2 separate regions of the Zea mays genome follow, and region 1 is linked to region 2. The links are chromatin contacts, called in public Hi-C maps. All regions are on one chromosome and are shown on one strand. The core of a region is the stretch at or near the end of the contact, and the rest is flanking DNA. Distances in the headings are between cores, read along the strand shown.

Region 1 (6,529 bases), core at 1,076-3,575, 720 kb before region 2:
CGAAGTGGAGGTCCAGAAGATGCCCGCCAGGCCGGCCGCGCGCCACGAGTGGCAGACAGCAAGAGGCTGGCCAGGGCTGCTCAGCTGTTCTACCGGCGTTGTACTGCTCTGTGTTCAGCAGAGGAAGCACGCACCGCACGTACGCTGTTCAGCAGCTGTGCTCTTGCACTGGCAGGCTACAGGACGATCAGTTGTCCTGTCCGATTCAGGCTTAAACGCCGTCGGCGTCGGCCGAGGCACTGTGATCCGGTATCGGTGCAGCAGTTGCGCTGAGCTAGACACTAGCTCTCGGCGGATTAATTGCTTCCAGATAGATAGATAGATGCAATTCCCTTCACGCAATGCAAATGAGACGAGCGAAGAAACGAGTAGCGAGACGGACGGGTGGAGAAACTCACTGGTGGGTGCGCCGCCCTGCGCCGCCGCCGCAGCCTGCTGCTTCGCGTACTGCTCGAACACCTGTGCGTCCTTGGAGCCGGCCGGCAGGTCCAGCAGCCCTGTGCGCGCCGTCGCCACGGAACAGCAGCACGTCAGTTGCAGATCGCAGCATCATAGCATCCCAGCACAAAAACACTAGTCCCTGTCAGTGTCAGACCAGGTCTCCCCTCTTCTGCTAGCCCAAGTCAAGTGGGCAGAATGATGAGGGCAGGCGCATGATACAACACGTCAACACGACCGCGCGTGACGACAGGACAGCACACCGAACCGGCATCGATCACGCTCGCAGATCACGGGGTGGCCTGCCGTGCCGTGCCGTGCGCGCGCAAGAAACCCCGTGCGTTTGGAGCCTTCTCGCAAAATAGATTGCTGAATATATTATACTACCAAACTTACTTAAAGATATAAATATCGTTAATGATTTTTTTATAAATCTACTTAATTTTTTTTGTAAACAAAATAAACCGGCGCATGATATTTATTTTGGAGACAGAAGTGGCACTGTTTCAGTTTCCTACTAGACACGGAATTCATGTGACATGTGCTGCTGCTGTTCGAGACGTCCTTCTAGGCGCTGTCGTAACGCGGCGTTGTGTTCCTCGTCGTACGAGGTGACATCGGGTGGTGCCCAAAAACTGTCGTGACGTCTGAAATGATCTGTCGGGTCGGGCTTTGCTCTGATCTACTAGTATACTACGCTAATCTAATAAATTAATTGCAACCCACACGCATGTAACACTTTTAAAACCAAACAGTTTAGATTGTTAAAATTATCTCCACTTAAATATAATAGACTATATTATTTAGATTATCTTTCCTCATTCACTCCTTCCCGATCCTCCTCCTCTTACTCAAATAATTAACAAAAACTAAAATAAATAATGATTAGTATAAGAGTTTGTATGAATTAAACTAGCTTATCCAACTAGACGAGCTAGAAAAAAATAAAAAAAAATATCTCACAGCACTACACTTACTAGCAACTAAAATAAGGGAGGCTAGAGACTGTGGATGGATACAAACAGACTACGTACTGGGGCAGTCGGAGATGTTGGCGGGCGCGTGGCAGACGGCGGGGAGGCCGAGCGCCTTGTCGACGTTGAGCTTGAGGCCTAGATTGGGGTCGTCCCGGTCCTTGACCAGCACGCACAGGCACTTGCGGCTGCTCTGCAGCACCGCCTTGAGGCCCGCGCAGCAGTCGGGCGTCGGCGCCGTCGCCGTCGCCTGCTCCTGCACGTACGTCAGGCACGTCGCCAGCCCCGCCAACTGCTCCGAGCACTCCGCCCGGTCCGCCGCGAAGTCGCCGCCCACGCCCGACGACGTCATCATCGTCAGCAGCAGCGTCGCCACCGCAACCGCCGTCACGGTGGGCACGGCCCTCCTCCTCGATTCCATGGCGCGGCGGACGGAGGTGCGTGGCAGGGGATGATATGAGGTTGCAACGAGCTGCTTGGTTCTGGTTCTGGCCTTCTGGGCACTTGCTGCGGCTGGCCGGTATGTGGCTATAAGGCTATGGCTAGAGGCGGGCGGGGAGCGGAATATATAGACGGAGGGGGTGTGGGCTGTGGCGGTGTGAGCGCGCCGGTGTCGCTGCGGCAGCGTGCGCGCGGGGTGGTGTCATGGCGGCAGGTGAGGTGGTGGAGAGATAGAGAGAGCTAGCGCGCGCGGGACCCGGGATTCCGGGAATTAGTTGTGGCCGCGGACCGGCCCGGACGCGAACGTGGCTGCCGCCTATGGGCCACGGCCGGCCCTACGGGTGCCGTTGGGCCGGGTGCGGCGTGATGTAGCCATGTAGCGGCTGTGACGTGCGTGCATCGGCGGCGGCCGTTGAGGGTGCCGATTCGCTGCTTATTTGCCTCTGTCATATGCCGCCGGCGCGTGACGAACCTGATGGACGGATGCTGCTCATAGTTCACGAGAACGGAAATAGGGAACTATCCCGTCCTGGTTCCCCACGTACCCGTCCCACGAATTTCTATACTTTAAATTAATCTCTTGACATGTTAAACTCTAAAGTAGACATCTCTTTAATTTTAAACTGTGTTTGTTTAAATTAAATTAAATTAATATAGTCAATTTATTTTTACCTCCAAAAATTGTATTTTATAATAGCTAGGGAAGGGTTTTTTTATGGAGATAAAATTTATAAAAAGCTCTCCGGTTAGCGGGGCGGATAATTTTTCTCTCCGCACGAATGGTGTGGAATGGCCATCCCTGATCCTGGAATTCCGTACTAACATCCCTAGTTGACACAAAGATAATTAATAATTAATTATGAAGTCATATAAGGATACAATTTTAACTTGTTATGATATAAACATAAATCATAAAAAGTATCCATTTACTTATGTCAATTGGTTGGATCAGGAATCATCTAAAAATTAGGCACCTCATGCCCCCCTACAACGGTGCGACGTTTGGGCGTTTGGGAGGTGTCGGACACTCAGACCTCATGTCTATGGGCCACTCGGACGCGGACGTGGCTGTCGCCTATGGGCCACGGCCCAACGGGGTGCGGTAGCGGCAGTGACGTGCGTGCGATGGCGGCCGTTGTGTGTGTGTGTGTGTGTGGGGGGGGGGGGGGGGGGGGGGGGGTGGGGGGGCTGATTCGACGACTCTGTCATATGCCGCCGGTGTGACAAGCCTGAATGCCCGACTGACGGATGCTTTGTCCGGCCTTTCTCATTCAAAGCAAACAAACAGGCCCGCCACTGATATCAGGGGACGCCAAGAAGCCTTGAAGGGCCGTCGCTCGAGCTATCTATCCAACACGGCCCAACAGTGTAACCGATCGTCTAATCGGCTGTTCCATGCTGGGAAAAAATCTCGAAGGTCGCGAGCCACAACTCGTGCGGCTCGCGAGTCGAGCCGAACCAGGTTTTCGATCTCGTTGAACCAACAAGCTGAGCCAGATTTTCAAGCTCGTTGAACCAACGAGCCGAGCCGAGCTGATCTGGCTCACGAGCTGTACTAAATTAATCAACCTACACAATAATGATGAATATTGGATAATTTTATAGATATCTGACTCGTTTCTTAATCTTTAATGATGAATATATAACAATTATAGTTTAGATTACTTGTAATGTCGTGTTGTGATTATTTATTTCACATTTATATACTATTAATTCACTATATAATGCAATATTAGTTTTAAAAGTGAAGCTCGTGAGCTGGTACCGAGCCTCATTTTACAGCTCGGTGAATAGGCGAGCCGAGCTGAATTCGGCCACTGAGCGAGCCACATCGAGCCAAGCCGAGCTGAGCTGAAGCTGTCACGTCCGACCATTCCATCTTCCCTCTAGCCTACAAAAGGTGACACTGATGAATCCACGTCACGTCCGACTATTTCCCGGCATTGTATGCATGTGAGAGAGATAGTAGTTGAGTTGAAGCTGAGCAGAGCCATTGATTTTTTCCCACTTTGTTTAGTTATTTTCAATACATATAGATTAGAGGGGATTGATATAGATTAAGTGAGATTTTAACTTACTAGGAATTGAAATCTTCAATCCCTCTCAATCTATATGAATTAGGGTAAAACCGAACAAGCCCTTAATAATATCACATCTGCATCGGTGCGGTCCTTATTTCGTCCCCTGCACTCCAGCGCCGTCTGTGAAACGAAACTACCATAATACGTCTGCATCATGGCAGTAGCCAGTCATTGGAAGTCAGTAATTTCTAAAAAAATAAAAACTTGATAAATCTGATGAGTTCTGCGAGTTTTTAAAAATCTCACTCCTTAAAATAGAAGATAATTTTACACCAGAATTTCCTGGACTAACTACTCCAACCACTTTTATACTTTCTTTGTCGTCTATTTACATGTGTATTCTTCTCTCCTCCTTCATCTTCAGTGTCTGTGTAGCGAGATCGATTTTTCCAAGTGCGGGAAGATTGAAAGTTGAGACAGAAAGTTGTGGAAGGACATTTTTTTAACAAAAAATCATGATTCATGAACGACGGCAATACTCTGTGCACGGACCACACGTACTGCTGTGCCATGTACTATATCATGAGCGATCTATTTAATTATAGTGATCAATCCCACCATGTGTCCCCTTCGTTTCAAAAATGATACACGGTTTTCTTTGTATTTCGACATAAATTAAATTACTATACCTCTGACCATTTATACAAAGTATATACGTTTCTTAGGTACCAAAAAAATGCACTAAAAAGTTATATTTAGTGCCAGTTCTAATTCATATTATGATTTATGCGTACTATAAACTCAGTTTAACTTATAATAAAATTAAAATGGCATGCATTTTTTAAAGATGGAAAGATTTTACATTTTTTGTGTCAAAATGTTCACAAATAGAGAACATATCAACTAAGTTTCATAAACATGCAACTACAACTCTCCATTTTATATACTATATAGATTAATTTCTTTATTATTTTCATTTAAATTTTGGTACACACATTCATATAGGGCATTTATTCATTTTGGGAATATAAATATATTTCTTTTGGCATATTTACTATTTTATACCAATTAAATGAATTATTGCATACCTATTTATAGTAATTGTAAAATAATACATAAATTTGGTCAAAAAATTATGTAAGTTGGCATGGATATATACCTTGATGATAAAAGCATGACATAAAAGTTTTAGAATATTTTATAATTTTATGTGAAAATGTTCATAAATGGAACACGTCTCAACTAAGTTTCATAATCATTCAACTATAGCTCTCCACTTCACACATCTACAACCATTCCTCCCATATTTCTCACTCTATCTGCACTTTCTATTATATTTTACTACATCTCCCTAAAAGATACCCCTATATATATATAGGACGTCTCCAACCATTCACCATATCCACCTCTTCCCATACAATATAACTCAATTATTTAGTATTTTTTCATTAGTTTTTGAAGTTTTAAAAAATCATAGACTATTTGTACTGCTATAATACACATAATTATCATATTACATAGTTCAAAAAGAATTAATACAACAATGAAATTAAATTAACATATGGGGTGAGATTATAGTTCACCCCATATATGGGGGAAGTTTCCTCTCTCCCCCCATATGGAGGGAACCATTGGAGGGCAATTTCACCCCTGTTCCCTCTACGACTTTGTTCGGTTGACAGGGGTTAAATCCCCAAGGGTATCCTATCTAGGGAGGGATTGAGTGGATCCCTCCCATGACATTCAATCCCTTTGGGGGTTTAATCTCTCTCCCTCTCTAATCCCTCTCTTGGAAACATGTGTTCGGTTAATGCAGGGATTGCAACCCTATGGTTGCTCAAGTTTAAACATAAAACATATCACTATATTCTCTCCAAAAAATAAACATAACAACCATACAATTCCCAATACATATGATCAATCTTTGTTCTAATTATACACATATTGCCAAATAAAAAAAATCTGAAATCGAAAATGTTCAACATTCAGCAAATATTAGATATGCTAGAACAACACATGATGTGTATCAACCGACATGTGTAACATCAAGTGCTACAAACATCAAGCATAAAGATGCCTCAACTGGCAGGGTGTAAATTTACTTCCTCTCTTTCTCTGATTGCTTTCTCCTCCCTATAACACCATGAAACGAGTGCATGAATATGTACAATAAACCAAAGTAGATTGCAACAAGAAAAGTGTATGAGGCAATAATACAATAATAAATGGTCCTATAATATAATGGACATATAGCTATTTTTCAAGTGTATAAGTAGTAGTAGAAAAATGAAAAAAATCATGAGTAGGTTAATGAACGATTTGCTACACTCATTTGTGGATAATCATGCCAGAGAAATCGTCCTAAATTACTGCAAGCTTTAGTAGTGCAACAATGCCAATATGCTATGCACCCAACACATTATCAAGAAAACATATTATCTGAATCAATCGATAGTTTTTTGGGGTGCAGAAGCACATATTAGAAACTCAAGAACATTACATGTTGTATTTTATTGATTTTTTTCATGCCTTATGCACAACAGTACATTGGACTGGTCCTTGGTTCGGTTACTTGCTTGGCCACGCTAGGTGGTTGAAGGAACAAGGGATCTGAACAAGTAATTGACTACAAAAATGGTGTAGTTTTGGCAACTT
Region 2 (7,056 bases), core at 4,098-6,597:
GAACTCATCAAAGGTGAGAAGTTCATGTGATGTGTAAGGCTGATACACAATAGGGGTTAAAGCTGAGCATTGCTTTTAATAAGTTGGTCAAATTTTATTAGCAATTACTAGATGTAAGTAAATACCAAACCATAATAAGAATAGAACAAAATTAATAAATAATCCCATGCAATGCAAATGACAAATTGAATTTAGTTCCATAGTTTAATCATGCGAGAGTCCTGAGCTTCTCATGACCGCGAGCACGGCCAGTATATCAGTTTTACACTCTGCAGAGGTTGTACCCTATAGCCACAAGTCATGTTACCCATCTTCCACGGGGTTGTATGGGCCCCCAAACACCTCTACCAAGGAAGCGAGGCAAGGTAACACTACGAGGCCTTTACCTAGTTCCACTAGCTTCAGAAAACCCGCTACAGTTTCTAGAAAGAGCAATGCAGGAATCCCCCATCTGACAGCCATCACAACAAAATCAACCCGGGAACCTCCCTACACGCCTACTCCCCTACTGCCCTTGCCCCTATCGGGTAAGGTAGTCCTCCACTAGCTTTTCTAGTTAGTGAGTCAAGGGCGTCTCATTCCACCCTTGTGGTGGCACGCGTTTCTCAAGTTAAGCTCCATGTTCCAATTAAAAATAATGAACTTGACATGAATAATAAATAAAATAACAGAATAATTAGAACATGGACATAATGTAATATTAAACCCAAAACCTTATAAAGCAATAGCAAAACTACCCAGATGATTCAGGGGTGAACAAGGTAAAAGGATAATCAGTCTAGGGTGACATATTGGGTCCCATCAAAATTAAACCTATGCATGAATAAGTGATAATAAAGAACATTATTGGGTAATAAAAGTGGTTAAGGGCATAATTTGCCTTCAATGAGCTCCTGCTCAGCAACTTCTACCTGCTGAACACCGGGATCCTCAGCCACTGGCTCTTCGAGGTATTGCACGGCGTAGAATCTTCTCACCGACGACTCGCGGTATGGCGGCGGAAAACCAATCCGACGAGCAATTTCGGGTGCCCGAGACGTTCTCCAGCGACGATTTTCCCCCACACGTTCCGAGCACAATGCCGAGGACGCCTGATCCCAACTTGGCCCCCAAACACCGGCGTAGACACAAGGACTTCGTGGCGGGCGGCGGCGGCGAGTTGGATTTGGCGCACACGTCAGCGCAAGAGGGTATAGGGGAGGAGAAGAGAGTGTGCAACCGTTATATGGTCCATGGAGGTGATCAGCTAGTATCGGCGTCGGCGGGATCATGGGATATGCTCGCTGCGGATCTCGCAGGCCCCGTTGACGCAGCCGCGCGAAGGAGAGTGTGACGGGTGGGCCCCAAGCGCAGTGAGGTGAGTGGGGCGACGTGGGCATGACTCCGCGACTGACGGCCGGGCCCCATTCGTCAGGGTGGAGTGCGTGAAGGTGAAAGGGATTCGGGCCGCGCATGAGTGATTAGGTGGGCCGGCGCAGTGGTCATGGGCGGGGAGCCAAAGAATGGGCCCAAGCGCATTTTTCTTGTTATTTTCTTTTTTCCTTTTCTGGTTTCTTTTTCTTCTTTGTTTTTAGAATTCAAATTTGAATTTAATTTTTTGTTATGAGATTCACCATTGATCAAAATGTACCACATTCAAATGTTAGTGTAAAGAAATATATTTTATTTTACCTCATTTGTTTAGTATTTTCTTCTCTTTTCTCAAATTCTAAAATTCCACTTTTAATTCTAAATTCTATTTTGATAATTTATGTCTTTCTATAAATTTTTTATTACTGTCATATGCACACACAATAAACTCCAACATGATGCATGTTGTATTTTAGGTGCCCTTTGTTTTTATTACTCACTCTTGCTTATAATTATTCTCTTGTTATAAGGAATAGATGACACACAAATAAGGAGATCAACTATATTTTCACTGTATATATTTTTGGGTATTACAAATCCTACCCCTTAATAAGAATCTCGTTCTCGAGATTTAGAAAGAAATAGGGAAAATATGAGTAAATTCTATGGGAAGCTCTTTTCTTTTTTTTCCAAGTAGTTTTGACCATCTGTAAGTCGAAGGCGAAGGCGACGCCCATTCCGTTAGTAAGTCGAAGGCGACGCCCATTCCGTTCCGCTGTACGCCGCCGCCGCCAGGTCCAATCCAACCAACCAACCTGACAACGCAGCGTTCCACTGGCCGATGCGATGGCGATGCCACGACCGCGCGGCGGCAAGAGTACAAAAATACTCCCGTCCTGGTACAGTACACCTCCAGCTTTTCGTTCCCGTCCTCGTTGTTATTCCGTTTTCCCCCCTTCCCTCTCTCGTCGCGTACAGCTGGACGCCTCCTCCCTTCCTTTCTTCTCGCTGTTGCTGTTGGCTGTTGGCCTGTTGCCTGCCTCGCCTCCGTCCCCTCGTCGCCTCCACCTCCACCTCCTCGGTCACAGAGAGAGAGAGAGAGAGAGAGAGAGAGAGAGAGAGGGGGAGGGAGAGAGGGAACCCGGAGACCGCCACCAAGTGTGAGGCAGAGGAGGAGCATGGCGGCGCCGCCGTCGAGGTCCCGGGGCGACTACGACCACCTGATTAAGCTCCTGCTCATCGGCGACAGCGGTGCGTGTCCCTCCTCCCCTTGACCAATCCCCCGAGGAACACGCCGCCTCCCGACCCTCCGCGGCTCCGGTCTGGCTCTTGATTGGCTAGCGATGTAGGCTGTTCCTCTAGCGTTTCTGCATCTCCGGAGGAGTCAGAGCGGTACGGAACGGGCTGTCTGTTGCCCAGGGTTCAAGGAACAGGGTCTCGTTTCTAGTAGTCTACTAGTACCTTCGTTTCTAGTACTACAGCTACAACCCTTGGCTGAAGCATAACGAGCGATGCGTGGCGGTTAATGCTTTATTATTGATGTAGAGTAGACGCTGCTGCTTGGTACACTAGACTTGAGTTCTTGTTCTTGAGACACCAGTCCTCCGGTCGGGTGAGAGCCATGCTATAGACATGGATGAGCTTTTATGCATGCATCAGAGCTGAATTTGTACCCTTGCAGTCGTGCTTTCATTTACCTGTCCTTTGCAGGAGGCAACACGGGGCGAGAAATTCCCACAACAGATGCCTCCCCCCCCCCCCCCCCCCCCCCTCTCTCCCTTTTGTACACGCTTCTGCTGTGATCATCCGCTATTTTTCTTGCCGTGCAAAGTTTACACCTTGCTTGAAGCCTTAGTTTGCTGAGTTTTTAGGTAGGCCAGAAATTTCGGGGGGTGTAAAAGTGGAGAGGTGTCAAATGTTGCCTATGTTCGGTTGTTCCAATTCTATGTGGATTGAAGTGTATTGAAATGGATTGAGATGTATTTTGACTTTCTATGATTTAAACCGACTTAATATCATGCAATCCACATGGATTAACGGTGAAACGAACAAGCCCTTAGTTATAGTCGTTCCAATCCAACTCCATAAAGAGGCTTGCAGTTGATTATGTTTTTGGTCGCATCACTAAGATCGGATCGAACAGTCGAGTTAGGTTTGCTGTTTAGTTTTACTGCCCACTCCTAGCTCCTAAACACTCGAGAAAATTGGATTTTTTTTTGCACTCCAAACAATATGCTTCACACTTTTGTCATTCGTAACATTGATTTTGCCAAAATAGGACTCAGGTTTCAATGCCATTTTGGACATTTCTGCCCTTCTACGCTATCCCCCCCCCCTCTCTCCCTTTTGTACACGCTTCTGCTGTGATCATCCGCTATTTTTCTTGCCGTGCAAAGTTTACACCTTGCTTGAAGCCTTAGTTTGCTGAGTTTTTAGGTAGGCCAGAAATTTCGGGGGGTGTAAAAGTGGAGAGGTGTCAAATGTTGCCTATGTTCGGTTGTTCCAATTCTATGTGGATTGAAGTGTATTGAAATGGATTGAGATGTATTTTGACTTTCTATGATTTAAACCGACTTAATATCATGCAATCCACATGGATTAACGGTGAAACGAACAAGCCCTTAGTTATAGTCGTTCCAATCCAACTCCATAAAGAGGCTTGCAGTTGATTATGTTTTTGGTCGCATCACTAAGATTGGATCGAACAGTCGAGTTAGGTTTGCTGTTTAGTTTTACTGCCCACTCCTAGCTCCTAAACACTCGAGAAAATTGGATTTTTTTTTTTTGCACTCCAAACAATATGCTTCACACTTTTGTCATTCGTAACATTGATTTTGCCAAAATAGGACTCAGGTTTCAATGCCATTTTGGACATTTCTGCCCTTCTACGCTATTCTGTCTTTTCCATATGGGTACGTAGAAACAGAAGGACAAAAATATTTGAAATGTCATCGAAACCAACGGTGACATATTCTGAGTCCTAATTTTGGGAAATCAACATTAGGAATGACAAAAGTGCGCAACATGATGTTTGGAGTCCCAAAAATCCAATTCTCCAATCTCAACCATGCGATAGAGCCCTTGAACACTTCCACAGGAGCATGCCAAATCATGAAGTTGGTTGTGTCAGTATGCTCAGTATTTGGTTTAGTAACTTCTATGACACTTGATACGGCCACTTACCCAGTATTCTCTGGATCAATAATTCAAAATTAGGTATATGTGGAAAGATAAATAAGAAAAAACAGGACTGTGATGATTTTTTCTTATTGAGACAATTGGGAGGACAAATGGTCACATCTTGTCTGCACTTACCATCTGTTTAGTTGGGATAGAATCGTTCCTCATTCACCTTATGTTGTTTATCTACTTTCTATCAGGCAATTAAATGTATTCCTCTGTTAATTGGCCTTCACATGTTGGAATTCCATCTCCATCTTCTTTTAGCTGTCCATTTTTCTTCATATGCATGCTGATTGTGCTGTCATCACATTGGCAGTTGTTAGCTTGCATGGGTTTCGTTGTGCAACTGCATATTTAGCTTCAGTTGTCTTATTTTGTGCAACAGACTATTCATCAGCTATACTTTTTGGAAGTTTTTGTTGGGGGGTGGGGGTGAGGGAGGATGAAATAACCATGGTGATTTGTGCAAAGGGATTACCATGAACGCCTGTCTGTAACATTTGATTTAGAACTTGACATGCACAGAATATACCAACAATATACATATACATGCACAAAATTCTACATACTTTTTTCTCAATTAAAGTAGGTGTTATCTTCCTCTTAAATTTTGTATTGGACAGTCAGAACCCTGTGAAGTCTATTCCCTTGCTGTTCACTGTACTCAGTGATGATCCACATCCTTGCCGGTGTGTTGTATTCTGTAGTTTCTCTCCTTGACGAATATCTTTTGCTCAAACTTTTATGTGTTGCAATAACTTCCCTCACATAACATAAAGCCCAGTCTAATGGGAGCCCGATTTCTACTTCCAGGAGTTGGAAAGAGTTGCTTGCTGCTGCGCTTCTCTGATGACACATTCACAACAAGCTTCATCACCACCATTGGGTATGGACACAGGCAACATTATCCTCTCTTTTAGTCATTCGTGTATGGTAATATTCTAAACTTCACCTTTTTTTCCCATCTTCTGTAAAGCATTGATTTCAAGGTTAGGACGGTTGAGCTTGATGGAAAGCGTGTAAAGTTACAAATTTGGGACACTGCTGGTCAAGAACGTTTCCGAACAATTACTACTGGTAATTATTTTCGCCTTTTTTTAGAAAAAACAAAACTCTGATCCTCTTGTGGTGCTACTACCGTAGGCATAATTTCAGAAGCACCCTATACATGACCTTAAGAAGGCTCAATCTAGACCAAGACATTAACACTTACAAAATGATAGATTTATTTGTGTCCTGAAATTATACACATCTGGTACTTTTTTAGAGGAAGGGATGGAAAATAGTTTGATGCGATTAAAAAAACACAACTGTCTTGTGGCTAAGCTGGGCTGACTGAGCCATGACTTATTAGTAAAATCTTGTTTATTATTATGGGTTCCGAAAGAGCTAAAGCCCACCTTGATCATGAAGTATATACAGAAAACTGCCTAAGCCTGAAGGTTCAGGAAGTACATGCCACTACACGTCTGGTGTTGACTAGTTTCACATGATGAGTAAACTATAACGGTTATATGTCGTTCATCTGTAAATCTTTCAACGGCGACACGTATTTCATGTATAGGTCGGTAAATCAGCGACATGGTACTGGGTGCTGGATCGCATATATTTTCCATAGCCTAGCGAATGCAAAGTCGCGATCCATTTTGTCGATCTTCAAGCAAAATACCTGTTCCTTTGATTTACTGTTCTTTTTTTCTTCTCTCCCCCATTTTGCAGCCTACTACAGAGGAGCCATGGGCATTCTGCTTGTATACGATGTCACGGACGAGTCATCCTTCAACAGTACGCAACATGCACCACGCGCATTTCCCATTCGTCGACAGAAGATATGGAGATGCTAGCCACTTCATTCGTTTTTTTTTTCTTCCTTCCTTCTTAATTAACTTGTAGACATTAGAAACTGGATCCGCAACATAGAGCAGCACGCGTCTGACAACGTGAACAAGATTCTGGTGGGCAACAAGGTCGACATGGACGCGAAGCGGGTACGTTACGCGGCTTTCTTTACGATCACCTGCTGCTGCTGCCTGCTGCTACCGCTGGGCGGCACCCCCACGCGGCTGGTTTTCCTTTTTTTTTTCTTCCCCGTGCCCTAACAAACTCCCCCGGCCCCTGTCGTTAGCAGGTGGTGTCCATGGCTCAAGGCCAGAAGCTTGCAGACGAGTACGGGATCAAGTTTTTCGAGACGGTAAGAGTCCGTTGATTAACACCAGCTCGCAGGCCGGTTGTCGTATTAACACCCTGCTAAGCTGGTGAGTGTGTCTGTATGCAGAGCGCGAAAACAAACCAGAATGTGGAGCAGGTCTTCTTCGCCATGGCGAGGGACGTGAAGCGAAGGCTCACCGAGACCGTTGCCGCCGCGGCCGAGGTAGCTCCGTAGCTGTGTTATCCCCATCCCGTTGATTGATTGCCATGTTAAGTCGTCGCCCCTAATAAATCTTCACAAAACCATGCGCAGCCTCCGGCTATCCAGATCAGCAGGCCGGACTCGGGCCAGGCCGGCGCAGCCTCGTCGACGAG

Evidence for each region. Hi-C and Micro-C count contacts between places; a contact is called where the count stands out from the background.
Region 1: a Hi-C map of leaf shows a contact between it and region 2, with 6 times the contacts expected there. The contact joins the promoter of LOC100285826 here to the promoter of LOC103632090 in region 2. A contact is called at or near these places in 3 of 25 Hi-C or Micro-C datasets (ear, leaf and tassel).

Annotation. Positions count from the first base shown.
Region 1 is chr7:16,543,639-16,550,167 of Zm-B73-REFERENCE-NAM-5.0, reverse strand. It overlaps LOC100285826 (lipid binding protein), which reads right to left and starts at 2,325. Exons shown (of 3, transcript NM_001176841.1): 1 at 1,473-2,325; 2 at 399-497. The coding sequence starts at 1,833.
Region 2 is chr7:15,830,413-15,837,468 of Zm-B73-REFERENCE-NAM-5.0, reverse strand. It overlaps LOC103632090 (ras-related protein RABE1e-like), which reads left to right and starts at 5,347. Exons shown (of 7, transcript NM_001346596.1): 1 at 5,347-5,419; 2 at 5,510-5,610; 3 at 6,253-6,318; 4 at 6,427-6,521; 5 at 6,662-6,724; 6 at 6,809-6,904; 7 at 6,995-7,056. The coding sequence starts at 6,270.